Linked DNA regions of Mus musculus: regions 1 and 2 are each linked to region 3. The links are chromatin contacts, called in public Hi-C and HiChIP or PLAC-seq maps. All regions are on one chromosome and are shown on one strand. Each heading gives the region's core, a stretch centred on a gene start, on an enhancer-like site or on the middle of the called end of the contact. The rest is flanking DNA. Distances are from core to core; before and after follow the strand shown.

The links. Hi-C and Micro-C count contacts between places; a contact is called where the count stands out from the background. HiChIP or PLAC-seq counts read pairs in DNA pulled down with a chosen protein or histone mark.
Region 1: an H3K27ac HiChIP or PLAC-seq map of embryonic stem cells shows a contact between it and region 3, with 5 read pairs. The contact joins two enhancer-like sites. A contact is called at or near these places in 2 of 115 datasets of contacts at active chromatin or transcription factors (both in embryonic stem cells) and 2 of 9 other capture datasets (adipose tissue and pancreatic islet).
Region 2: a Hi-C map of uterus shows a contact between it and region 3, with 2.8 times the contacts expected there. The contact joins two enhancer-like sites. A contact is called at or near these places in 3 of 39 promoter capture datasets (the 3T3-L1 cell line, the C10 cell line and trophoblast stem cells), 8 of 484 Hi-C or Micro-C datasets (B cells, the Ba/F3 cell line, cortical neurons and 5 more) and 8 of 115 datasets of contacts at active chromatin or transcription factors (embryonic stem cells, epiblast stem cells, extraembryonic endoderm stem cells and 1 more).

The regions. Positions count from the first base shown.
Region 1 is chr1:118,537,688-118,541,842 of GRCm38.p6, reverse strand. Clasp1 (CLIP associating protein 1) reads right to left here. Exons shown (of 43, transcript NM_001359328.1): 26 at 2,474-2,577; 27 at 145-168. Among named protein-coding and RNA genes, the nearest start is that of 2900060B14Rik, 80 kb to the right of the region's middle. Within about 2 kb of position 2,627, at least 15 of the 459 cell types and tissues checked have an H3K27ac peak or open chromatin away from gene starts, as enhancers often do. A contact at or near this core is called in embryonic stem cells, where this site is marked.
Region 2 is chr1:118,755,701-118,759,813 of GRCm38.p6, reverse strand. No RefSeq gene overlaps it. Among named protein-coding and RNA genes, the nearest start is that of Tfcp2l1, 130 kb to the right of the region's middle. Within about 2 kb of position 1,648, at least 24 of the 459 cell types and tissues checked have an H3K27ac peak or open chromatin away from gene starts, as enhancers often do. A contact at or near this core is called in trophoblast stem cells and uterus, where this site is marked.
Region 3 is chr1:118,645,925-118,650,409 of GRCm38.p6, reverse strand. All of the region lies in intron 2 of Tfcp2l1 (transcription factor CP2-like 1), which reads right to left. Among named protein-coding and RNA genes, the nearest start is that of Tfcp2l1, 20 kb to the right of the region's middle. Within about 2 kb of position 2,214, at least 44 of the 459 cell types and tissues checked have an H3K27ac peak or open chromatin away from gene starts, as enhancers often do. A contact at or near this core is called in embryonic stem cells, trophoblast stem cells and uterus, where this site is marked.

The sequences.
Region 1 (4,155 bases), core at 1,378-3,877, 110 kb after region 3:
AGCAAATCAGAATGCTTACCAGAAACACTGAGACCAGAGTCTCTAACTACAACTACATTTTGTGCTGCGTTCAACTAAATTCTAAAAGAAATAGACTTGCAACAGAAAAAAAAAAGTTGTAAACAAAAGTTAAAGCACGGGTACCTTGCTCCTGGCGTCTCCTAACAGCTGTAGGCAGGAAAATATTGAAGGATGGGGAAAAAGCATAGAGAATTATGTCAGAAGCATATGTGGGGATTGTTCTGGCAACAAAAGTGTATAGCAACATCTCTTAGCAAACCAAAAACACAGGTCAGCAAGCGGTTTGGAGTAGATCGTAGCACGCTGCGGTCTGAATGGCATGTCCTAGTCCTTCAGGCTCTGTCCCAGGCTCTCTGGTTCACGGCAGAAGTCTCGCTGAGATTTCCCATACCCGTTGTTTGTCCCTATGAGATCTGCCTACCCCAAGGGCTTCCATTCTGTAGGCAATGATTGTCTAAAATTCTGGCAATTTCCTCTTCAAAAGCAGGTCACTCAGAGAGACCAGACACAGTGGACAAAGGAGCAAGGGCAAGGACAGGATGGGAGCTGGGGTCCAGAGAAGAACTCAAGTGAATCAGAAAGATTTGATTCTCTAGAGCGCCACTCTGCCTTGAAGAACTTTGCACATGGTCCCTTATGTGGGCTTTAAATAACTATAACTACATATGTGTGTGTGTGTGTGTGTGTGTGTGTGTGTGTGTGTGTGTGTGTGTGTGTACTCTAATTAGAAGTCCCTTTTAGCTGAGGGTTCAGCTCCACTGTTTCCTAGCCCCCTGACCACCACTTGCTAGGGCCTCTGAATAACTAAAAGGCACATTCAGGATGCTTTGACTTGAAAAAAAAAGCCTGATTCTGTCTCAGCTCTTGATTCAGGTTAAATCCATGGTTAGAACAGTACTACATACTTTGGTACCTGCCAGAAAAAAGTCCTTCTGCGCATAAGGCTGATGAGTAGGCTGGCCAGGCTGGCTGCTGAGCAGAGAGTCTGAGAGTGGCTAACGGCTTCCTCTCAGATGCACACTAAGGAAAGAACCTGACTGCGAGGAACAGACAAAGCTGAGATGCAAAGTGACAAGAGCAGGCAGCCAAGGGCAGTAAAGCACCGATCAGGTGGCACAGGCTAAATTCAAAACTTCAGACTGAAAAGGAGGGTAGTGTTGTTATGTTTGCTTGTTTCCTAACAAGAGAATACATCTTAGAGCAGCAGTGGGTAGGGCACCAAAGAGAACATTTTGAAGAGCATGTATTTCTAATGCACTCTTTCTACCAGCCAGGAGGCAAGTTCAGCAGAAGCTGACCCAACAGGAATATTTGCTGTGCCACAGACTGAAGGAGCCATGTGCACTTGATGTTTTTTCCCCCAAATATTATAATTAATATGCAAAATCCGCCCCCCCCCCATGCTTTACAACTTTAGAGATTAAATCTTAACATTTAGGAAAATTTTCTGTGTGTGTGTGTGTGTGTGTGTGTGAGAGAGAGAGAGAGAGAGAAAGAGGGAGAGAGAGAGAGAGTCAAACTGGGGTGCCATTCCTCAGATGCTGTTGACCTTGCTGCCAGCCATTCCATCTCCCTGGCACTGGGATGCCTGGGGTGTACTACCACACATGGTGCTTTATATACACAGGTTCTGGGCTTTAACCCAGGTCCTTGTGCTTCCACGACAAGTGTTTTATTAGCTAGCTCTCCAGTCTCAGCTATTTTTCTCAAATACTAAGTTGATCCATTTTGGGGGGTGTGGGTGACTCTCCTAAGTCAGATTCATATAACAGAATAAATGTAAGTTTCCGGTCTCAAAGCCTGTGAAGCAACAGAGGCAACGGGGTGGAAACCAGGAAACAGTGTGGGAAAAGAAGCTATGATATACAGAAAACAAAAGCCATAGCTAGATGACATGTGGGGAGCCCAATGCCATCAAGATTTCCTGAATACCCAGAAGCATGGGTCAGGTTCCTGACGCCGCTGTTTCCTGGAAGGCCAATTTGACTATGTGTCGTAAAAAGTGTGAGAGGAAAAAATAACAATAAACTTTACATAGCTTTTCTTTTTCTCCTGTGAATACATATGTGCTTTGTGAGCACGGCCTTGGCTGTCCTAACCTTACTCACTTGAGACAGGGTTTCTCATGAGATCCTACAGAGTACTAGTATGGAGTCTAGCTGGCCAGCTGGCTCAGAGGACCCCGTTTCTGCTCTCTGGGAATACAGGCAGGTCACCCCTGAACCTGGCATCTGAACTCACGCTTGCCTGTGCTTTGGTGGTTGAGCCATCATCCCAGCCCTACTCACACACTTTGGAAGAAGAGTACAGAAGACAACTTAGTCACCTTACTTGAGGGCACTTTGATGTTAAGACAGAATATACAGATGAGTAACTGTATCACCTCTCGGCCTTTTGGCTAAGATCAAGTGCAGATGAGTAACTGTGATTCCATCCTCCCTGTGCCCCTTACCAGAGCGTCAGCCACTGCTGCTTCCAGGTCAGTGCTGGTACTCAAGACTCTCATGGCGTTCACAGAACCAGGGATTCGTCCTGACTGGCCCAGCCCAAACCGATCTATTCAGAAAACAAAAGCAGAACCTGTTAGTCTACTTACATTTTCTCAGTCCTCTGGAGGAGTCCTGCCTCCTCCCACTAAAGACAGAGACACCAACATTCCCTAGCCAGTTTGAACTGCACGGGACTTGCCTGCCAGTGGTAGGGACTAAGGTACTCACATTTAACACTAATGGGTCACAACTTGGGCTTTTCCTTCTCTGGATTTTGATTTTTTAAGTGAAGCCTGTTCTAGACATTATGTTCCCGACAGGGCTTGAGACAGATGATAGAACTTATTATAGAAGCAAACGGGGCCTTTGGTTGAATCTTTTAATCTATTTAGCTTTTCTTCTAGAGGAAAGTAAGTGCCCCTGATGCTTGTCCAACATAAGCAAGTTTCATGGTTTGGGAAACAAGATTTCATACAAACTGATGGAAAAAGTAAAACTCTGAGATAAATTATTACACTGACCTTAATTTTCCTTAGTGTTATTAAGAGTTAATGTTAGTGTTTAAATTTACTAAAATTACCTAATAAACACCACAAAAAGCTAGTGACTTCTTTTTAGAACATTATCAGTATAAATTTTACCTGAGTCCCTTTAAGGATTTTTGAATGATAAATTTTATATAGAAAAGGCAGAAAGAATCAAAAAACTTAAGATAAGTTTTTACAATTTAAGCAATTATTTTAAAGTTCTTATTTAAAACCGTGTGTGTGTGTTCATGCTTGTGTGTCTGTGTGAGTGTATGTCACACATGTGCTCAAAGGCCAGAAAAGGGTGCCAGATGCCCTGGAGCTGGAGTGAAAGGCTGCCTAATACAGGTGCTGGCAGCTCAGAATGGGTCAGCGGTAAGCGCTCCTAACCACGGAGCCGCCTCTCCAGCCCCCAAGGCTGTTCTTCATCAGGGTAAACCAAGACTTTCTTGTTAAGGTCCCACTAAGCCAGCTGACCAGCTTTACCAAAGCTCCAGCAGGAGAAAGACTGTGGAGCTATGCATTCCAGGAAGGACTTAGCGGCCACTGAGGAAAGGTTTACTTATCAAAATTCTAATACTTAATTAAATGTTAAGATAAAAACTATGTCCTTCCTGAGTTAATAAGGAAAAACAAATCTCTGCCTTCGCCACACTTCAGCATTTAGAATACGCTGGGATGTAGCATTTTACAGGAATTGGTCCTTCTTCTTAAATTACATGTTAATTTATTGATTATTTTGTGGGGAGGGGATATGGTACTCAGATGGGAGTCAGAGGACAACTTGCAGGAGCCAGTTCTCACTGTGTGGGTCTCAGATATAGAATTCAGGTTGTCAGGCGCCTTTACCTGCTAAGCAGGCCCTATGAATTGACTTACTTATGAAATGATACATTTAAGCTTTTGGACAGAAAACAAGACATCATCAATAAAACTGATGAACATTAAATAAAGTATTGTTTAACTATTTTAAATTATCAAATTCAAAACAATTTACCCCTCTACCACCACAGGCAGGGAACATAATTTAAACACTGCTAGTCAAAAGACTCATACACAGTAACAAATTTTTTAATAAAGAAAAACAATTGTATGTCATACTATCCCCTTTTTTAATG
Region 2 (4,113 bases), core at 399-2,898, 110 kb before region 3:
AGCTTTCCTTTTGTCCTCTTACACATAGAACTTGTCTTGCCAGCAGGTGGCAGTAGATGGCCAGAAATGAGGTAGGTGCAAGGAGATTTCAGTTTTGAGAGGTGAGTCTCCCAGGGTAACTGTTCACTTGGATCTCTGCAGCAGCCTGACGGTTTGATACTCTCGACTTTGTTACTCTTGTAACAAAGTAACAATATGCCGTTGGTGGGCACAGAGGCATCATCAGGGTTTGTCCTGTCTGACCTAGGAGTAGGGTTGATCACAAAATGAGACCTTAGGAGCAGATGTTTCCTGCTCATCTCTGTGGTTCCAGATCATCACTGGGAAAGGGAGGGTGCCTCGTGGGGCAGATGGCTTCCATGTGTTCACCACCTGGAAACAGGGGAAGCAGCTGTAGTATTAATGAGGTCTGGGGGTGGGGTGATGGACTCCCGAGGGAGTCAGCTTGGGGCTGGGTGGTGCAAACCTGTAGCCCTCAGCCTTCAGATCCATCCAATGAGATTTTAATGTTGTCAGTATTATTAATTACTATTGTGTACATGATGTGTGTGTGAGGAGGGTGGGGGTTGTATGCCGTGGTAGTAGGTGGGTATGCACATGTGTACAGACAGATCAGAGGACAGCTTGTGTAGCTTGCTCTCCCAAATCACTTTTACAGGCTGAGACATCTCTCTGGCGCTCTATCCAATATTTCTAAATTCCCTGAAAATTATACAGATTTATAATAGATTGCATTATGACATTCTCATACAAATATGGACTGAATTTCACATCAATTAAGAAAATCAAGAGACACGCCCCCCTCCCCAACGCTCCCACAGGCCAACCAGATCTACACAATCTCTCGCTGATATGTTCTTCCCAGGGGGACTCTAGGTTGTGCCAACTAAACTAAACCACCATACAGACAAACTTGTGGGCATTCCACAGAGAATATCCAGACCAGGTAAGAGGCAGGAGAATACTCTGCATGTCAGTGGTACTGTCAGGTGGACTGATGCGCCTGGTCAGGTGTACAGGAGGAAGTCAGCTTAGCATCATCTCCTTCTGCTTCCCGACGCTGGCTGCAGTGTGACCAGCCACTTCCTTTCCATGGCCGACTGCATCTGTGTACTGGGAGCCAGAAGAAACCTTTTATCCTTTAAGTTGCCTTTGTCAGGTTCCTGTCACAGAAACCAGTTCAGTGACCTTCAGGACCAACTTCCTGTTGCCACCCTCCCACCAGGAACTAGAGAACACTGGGACCTCATGCAACGTCTCCCAGAACCCCTGGCTCATGAGCAGCTGTGGACACTTCTGAAAGTTCCTATTCCCATTACAGGGGCTGGCTGGGAGTCTTTCTGGAAAGCTCCTGGAGAATCTTGATGTTGAGTAGATGTTCGGGTAAGCGCTCTCTGGGGAGAAGACAAAGGGAGAAAGGGATTCTCAGCCCAGGGAGACTGACATCCACACTATAAAACAGGGCGAGGAGAGAAGTCTCGGTGAGCCCAGAAGGCAAGAGGATTCACTGGCTGTATGTTGGCAGTCATTCTCCTGCTTCAGTCCTTGGTTCTTTTGGCTGTCACCTGCCACACTTCTCTATTACATCATCTCCTAGTCTGAGAGGAGACCCAGCAAGCCTTGCTCCAAGGACTCTGTGAATCACTGTGGTCAGCTCGATTGCCTGGGGCCTTTTGTTCCTCTCCTAAAGTTGATGCTTAGAGTCAGCAGAGCCACGGCCACTTCTCCATGTCCTAATAATCCTCAGACCTGTGACTTTACAGTAAAGTAATAATAGCTGCTGTCTCCAATCTGACATCATGGCAAAAGGACATTGGTAACAATGACAACATCACATGCAAAAACCATACAGTTGACTTAAAGACAAACAGCCAAGAGACAACTCAGTAGTGAGCCCTGTGAACTCTTGCCACAGTCTGAGTACAGCTCTCAGACTCAACAGAGACACTTCCTTGTATAGTAGATGATAGTTAACAGGCACCCACACTGGTTAAAGTGCAGAGACTAAGTGTTAGCGGAGTGCTCTACCACAAACAGGACTTCTCTGTCACAGCTCTATCCCCCAAGTTTCAGGGACCATCACTAAAGAAGGGACAGAAAGATTATTACATAGAGCCATTCCAGTAGGAATGGGGTGAAGTAGTGTCTTCTGGACACGACAGGACCACTACACTTAAGAACTCCCAGCAGCTGTGGCTACCTGTGTAAGACCTACCTAAGACCAAGCCAGTCAGCATTCCATCATGGACAGGGAGGGGCTCGGGAGCCCCAGGCCTTAGCTGAGGAGCAATTGACAGTTGATGGCTTTGAGAAGATAAAGACAGTTTGCTTTAAAGGTGTGGCCCCTGGAATGTTGACCATGCTCCAGTGAATTAGTCCACGGGGAGCACAAATTCAAGGAGGAAGAGGAAGAAGAGGAGGAGGAGGAGGAGGAGGAGGAGGAGGAGGAGGAGGAGGAGGAGTGATGGCTCAAAGCTGGAGGGGATGAGGGGGTGGATCTGGGAGGAGTTAGCTGAAGAAGGATGAATATGATCAAAATAAATTGTATGCATGTATGAAACCCTCAATAACAAAATATTACATTTTAGAAAACAAAAACCCTGTGATCTGAGTATAGAGTTCCCGTGGTAGAGTGCTGCCTAGCATGTATGTGGCCCTAGGTTCAATCCCAGCATTGTTTAAACCAAGTGTGATGCTGCACACCTGCAGTCCTAGTACACAGCAGGTGGGGGCAGGAGGGTTTCAAGGTCATCATCAAGTACACAGCAAGTTCAAGGTTAGCCTGGGCTCCGTGGGAACATACACACATATGCATCTTGTCGGAAAAGGAAGAGTTTGGCCAGGGACCCTAAACCAGGTGGATCAACTGCTCGTGGACAGGTTTGAGGGAAGGGACAAACCTGTCCCTTGCTTAGCTTGCATAAACGCGTGCACATCTCATCTCCTGATGCTGAGACCTGCCCTCTGAGCTCAGAGGTAGGACTGCTCTGTGGTCCCTGTTGGGCCTCAGATGGCAGAGGGGAACATTCCTACGAGCTTAAAAGGCTTGAGAACTGGGTTGCACCCAACTGTCCTGGGGCCCTCTGTTGGCCTTGTCCTAAAGGGAGGTTCCAGGCGAACAATTCAGGAATGAGGGGGGAATTCCCAAGTTTCCTCCTCCACAAGTACGGAAAGCCCGAGGGAGACGATTAGAGTAAGAAATGCAAGTGAGACCACACAAGCACCCAGGGCATCTGTCACAGTGGAGCAGGGCGTTCTGCTCTCTCTATGGGGCCAGGTTTTTATAACTGGGATAATAACTGGGGCTAGGATGAGGGTAGGGAGCACAGGCTAGGGTGCCCTTCCCCCACTTCAGTAGCAGCCAGCCAGCTTAGCCCCTGGATTTGAGGAAACCCTGGCCAGGGTTTGCTCTGGGGGAGACTACAGCTCTGAGGGAAGTGATTTGAAAATCAAATGGGCTTGCTGGAACATTCCATTCCTGAGCGGAGCAGTTTCCAGCACTTAAATGAGCTGTGCGAGCATAATGGCCTTGGGAGCCAGGTTATCTCGGGGCCTTTGCAGGGATCTGCCTAACATTCCCCTGGTACCCTAGGGAGATGACAGGGCCAGCAAGATGGCTCAGAAGGTAATGGCATTGTTGCCATGCCTAAGAACCTCAGTCCAATTCTTAGGTCCCAGAGAGGGTCAGTTCCCACAAGTTGTCCTCTGACATCCACATGCACACCAAAGCAAGACTGAGACCACACAGCACACACACACACACTATCACATCCACCATACATATATACACACACCATATACATATACACACCACACATACACACACACATATATAGACACCATACATACACAGATATACCACATACATGCATATCCACACACCACACATCCGCACACCAACATATACACACAGGCACAAACACACAAACACACACACACATATATCCATAGCCACACACCACACATCCACATACACACATATTTATAGACACCATACATACACAGATATACCACATACATGCACATCCACATACCACACACACACACAAAACTGTAGGAAGAAAAGAAGCATTTGTGGAGTGCTGATGGTGTCTGGTGGTGTCTGAGTCTGTG
Region 3 (4,485 bases), core at 965-3,464:
CTGTGTGCAGAAGCTCTGTTGTATGGGTGTGTCCAGGAGCGCAGTATATACACATAAATTTGGCAGCCAGAGGACAACCAACAGCTGCCCTTCCTCAAGCACTAGCCAACTGACCTGGGGCTGCCAAGTTTACTAGCCTGGCTGGCCAGAGAGCCCCAGTGATCTGTTTTTACCTCCCTCACCTTAGCTCTGTTTCTGAGCCCCTGAACCAAGAGTCTAGCACTCCTTAGGCCTGGACATTCTAAGGGCCTTCCACACCCTAACTGGTTCTTCCAGTATCCTTGCCTTTGCTGAAGAATATAGATGGTGTTGGCAGAGGCCCAAGTGGTCATTATGTGAGTGTACAGGCACTCCAGGGGGCCAATTAGCACTGGCCCCAGGTTCTACAAGCTGACCTCCACTCAGGCCAAGCAGAGGCAGCTCTTGCCAGATAAAGAATTGTTTCTAAGTCTGCCCCAAGAGACAGCACTGGCATCTCACACTTAACGCCTGGGTTGTGGGCCAGGATCACATGGTGAGCTTCTTCATCTGAATGGGAATCTAATCTATGGAACCTTCCTCTCAAACATACATGCCTAGGACGATCTCCAGCCACCCGGCCTCTCCCATGTCATCCTGTTCCTCTAGATCAGCTGCCCTGCCCATGTGTGCCTCAAGGCTTACACATACTAGGTCCAGACTGACCTCCCTAACCCTCACAGAATCTGCAAATTTCTGAGATTAAATGAGTTTGTTATCATGCCTGGTTTTCCACCATACTTTTTGAGATAAGAGTTCACCAGTCCAGCTAGACTGATAAGCCAGCAAACCCCAGGGACCTAGCAGTCTTTACCTTCTCTGTACTGGGAATACCAGAGCCAGTTCTTTTTTCTTTTAGATTTAATTTAAAATTTTCAAATCTATGGGTGCATGTGTGCATGCCTGCAGAGGCCAATAGAGGGTGTTAGGGCCACTGGAACTGGAGCTATAGGCTGTTGTGTGGCTCTTTTATGGGTGCTGGGTCCTCTGAAAGAGTATCAGTCAGCAAAAGAGGGACAGGATGAAGCAGAATTAATAATTCCTTAGTAGACTAGGAGATGGGAAGGCTAGGTCCACCCTGACAATGGACAGGGCATCTGAAACAGGCTGGCACATGCAGGTGGCATGGGAGAGAACTCTGAAGAATAGATAGAGTGTCTGTGGTCAAGGGAAGGAAGGAGTGACCATGACAGAAACTCCAAGCAAAGTGCAGCAAGGCCCGGGGATTTCCTCTGGAGAGCATTAACGAGCAGCTTCACTCATGGGAACACAGTGGTGCTGGAGACTACTGGGATATTGATTTGACAAGCAAGGTCTCTCAACTAGCCAACAGCAGAACTAGAAACCAGGAGCCCCACTGGATTAAGGTGGAGACTCACAGAGGTTCGTTCCCCAGACAAACTCAAACACACAAAGGGTGAAAGGGCCAGGCTGTTATGTGTGATTCTTTTTCACCTTTTCTATCTGGAAGGCTTGTACTTAAGGCTATCACAAGAATCTTACAACATGTCTGTATTAAGATCTTTTCAACTAAGCAATTATTTGATAATGGAGAGGAGAAAATCATTACTGGAAATGAGAATTTTTATTTCAGAGCTATGAAACAAAAGTGGGGTTGCTTTGTTTCTGACACAGGGTCCTCACCTGATAATGACCTGGAGAATGAATGATCCTCCTGCTCCAGCTCCAGGGCATTTGATTACAGGTCACAGACACCACCGCCCTCAGTTTAAGGGGTTATGGGATACTGAGGGCAAACCCCAGGCTTTGTTCAGGGTAGGTGAACACTCTACCAACCAACTTGGTAGCCACTCGAGGTCTCAGCCAATCAAGTCACTTTTTAAACCTGAACCAATACTTTAAAGCATGCATTACATCTTCACACCGTAAATCATAATCATATACCATAAAAAGACAGTGGGGAACCATTGTCTTTGTGGGGTCTCCCACCCAGGTTTGTCTCTTGCAACTCTGACACTCTAAGACTTGGAGGGGTGACTGCCTAGCAAGGAATCTGGTGCAGTCTGGGAGGTCCGAGGATCCCAGCCTGGCAGAAGGAAGTAGATAAGCAAAGGGCAGTCAGGTGACACCAGAAAACAGCCTCAAGGAAATTCCCTGGGAAGACTTGCCCGCCCAGCCCTCTACTTCAGATTGTTAAAGGCCTGCCAAAGGAAAGCCAGGAAAGAGCCCCAGGTCACTTTGTGATGTAAACTAGCCCTTGGCTGGTGACTCCCAGCCCAGCCCAGGGAGCCAAGGTGACCTGGGAGTGGCTAGAACAGAGTCAGGACTCACACCACTCTCTCAAACAAGGGTGGCTGAGCCCTGCTGACCCCTTCCTTCTTCAATCCCAGGGCTCTAAGTACTGTCCCGCCAAGGAGGCGTGGGGACTCTCTGGAAGAATTTAAGTTCAGCCTGACTCCATACCTCCATCCATGGGATGACTGGAAACATGCCTGCCCAAAGGGGCCTAAACCACCAGAAGGAGAAAACAAATGTCTAGGTTCTATTGGCTTTGCCTGCTATCTTACAGTGGCAGAAGGGGTAGTGAAACACACACACACACCTCATTTTTCTTCTTTTCCTTAAAGTAACCCACACTATTGGTTGTGGCAGTATCAAAGTTCCTGTGAAGGCTCAGGTAGAAACTACAATCAGTAACAAGTCCCAGTGGCAAGGACCCTGCCATTAGAATATGGAAGCATCTCAGTACCACGCAAGCAGGAAAGAGCACAGCTGAGTTTCAACAAAACATTTTACTGGTTCCTGGTGGCAGTCAGAGGGTAACCTGTGGGACAGGGTTCTCTCCCTATACCATGTATGTTCTGGGATTGAACTCAGGCATGATGAAAAGCATGTAAGGGGAGGTTCTGTTGCTAGGGTCTAGCTCTCCAATTGATTCTTGACTTGTCAATAAAGAAGAGGGTGGGCAATTGCTGGACAGAAGGTACAGTTGGAACTTCCAGGTCCCCAGAGAAAAAGGAAAGGCAGGGAAAGGGGTGGTGGGCTTTTCTGACATGCTTTGACTGAGAAGAAAGCAGTAGTCATGTAAGGTCTCAGGGCAGCTTGGGCGTGTGGCCTCCGCTATGGGCAGGAGCCAAGGAATTTTCAGGCAGGAGGTATCTGTGCCCAGCACTTGTGCCTTTAGAGGCATATTCTAAAGGTAACAGAGCTGTGTGTGTGTGTGTGTGTGTGTGTGTGTGTGTGTGTGTGTGTGTGTGTGTGTGTGTGTGTTTTATCCACGGATGCAAGGGTCTCAGGAGTGGGCCGGTAACACAACTCCTCCAGTGGGAAAGAGAAACCAGGTCAGTGTTAGCAGCTGGATCCCAGAGCTAAGCCAGGAGAAACAAGAAGGAGCCAAGAGGGGCTGGTAGCAGGGTCGCAGCTCTGGGGCAAAGGCTGTAGTGTGTTTTTAAAACTGCACAACACAAGCGCCTATATCTTTTGAACTACCCTGCTGGCCCAAAATATGAATTTTCATATAATCTTTGATATTTTGCCAGTATCCCTGAAGGTCCTTCCTACATCAATGGTAAAGCCACAGGTCCCAGGAAAAACACCTACCTGTTCCCCCGAAGAGCTTTCCCAAGTTTCTTGCTCATAGTCGATTCCACCATAGCCCCCTAAGGAGCCGGCAAACTGAGAAGAGCATGAATCTTCCTTATTCCCCCGGAAATGATTTAAAAATGGTGAGTAAAAATAAGAGTCTGACTCACATCAGCTTAGCAATAAGTGAACAAACTCAGCAGACTGCTAATACCCCACACGACACGGGTAGGAGGAACAGTCATTATCTTACTGGGCATGCATCCTCTCTGACATTTTGACACCCCTCAGTGTGATGGTGAATACTGAATGTCAACTTGACAGATCTAGAACCACCCAGGAGACGAAGTCTGAGACACCAGAGTACCTTCTAGGTTAGTCTAACTGGGGTGGGAAGACCCATCCTTGTGGGTGTCATCCGACCATGGTCTGGGGTCTAAGAGTGAATGAAAAGGAGGAAGTGAGCTAGCTGAGCACCAGCATCATTTGTTTTCTAGGAGGATGTCCAGCTGCTTCACAGTTCTGCTGCCATACCTTCCCTGCCATGGTGAACTGTACCCACAAACTGTGACCAAAACAACTCATTCTTTCCAGACATTGCTTTTGAGTATTTTGTCACAGTAACAAGACAAGTAGCTAGTGGTCTTGATACCCAACCTCCAGGGTGCTAGCTCATAGGGTGAACAATGGTGCTTTAGAATATTTGTGCAAGGGGTTGGGTAAATGGCTCAGAGGGTAAAGTGCTTGTCTACATAAAAGCCACGTGAACTTGTGAGAGGTGGAGACTATGGAGTAAGCTAAGCTGGCTAGCCAAAAAAGCCAAACCTCAAACTCATGGTTCAGAGATAGACTGAGCCTCATCCTCCAAGGAGCTTCAATCAGGCCAGAACCCGGCTACAAAGGACACTGCCTAGGGCTGGAGGC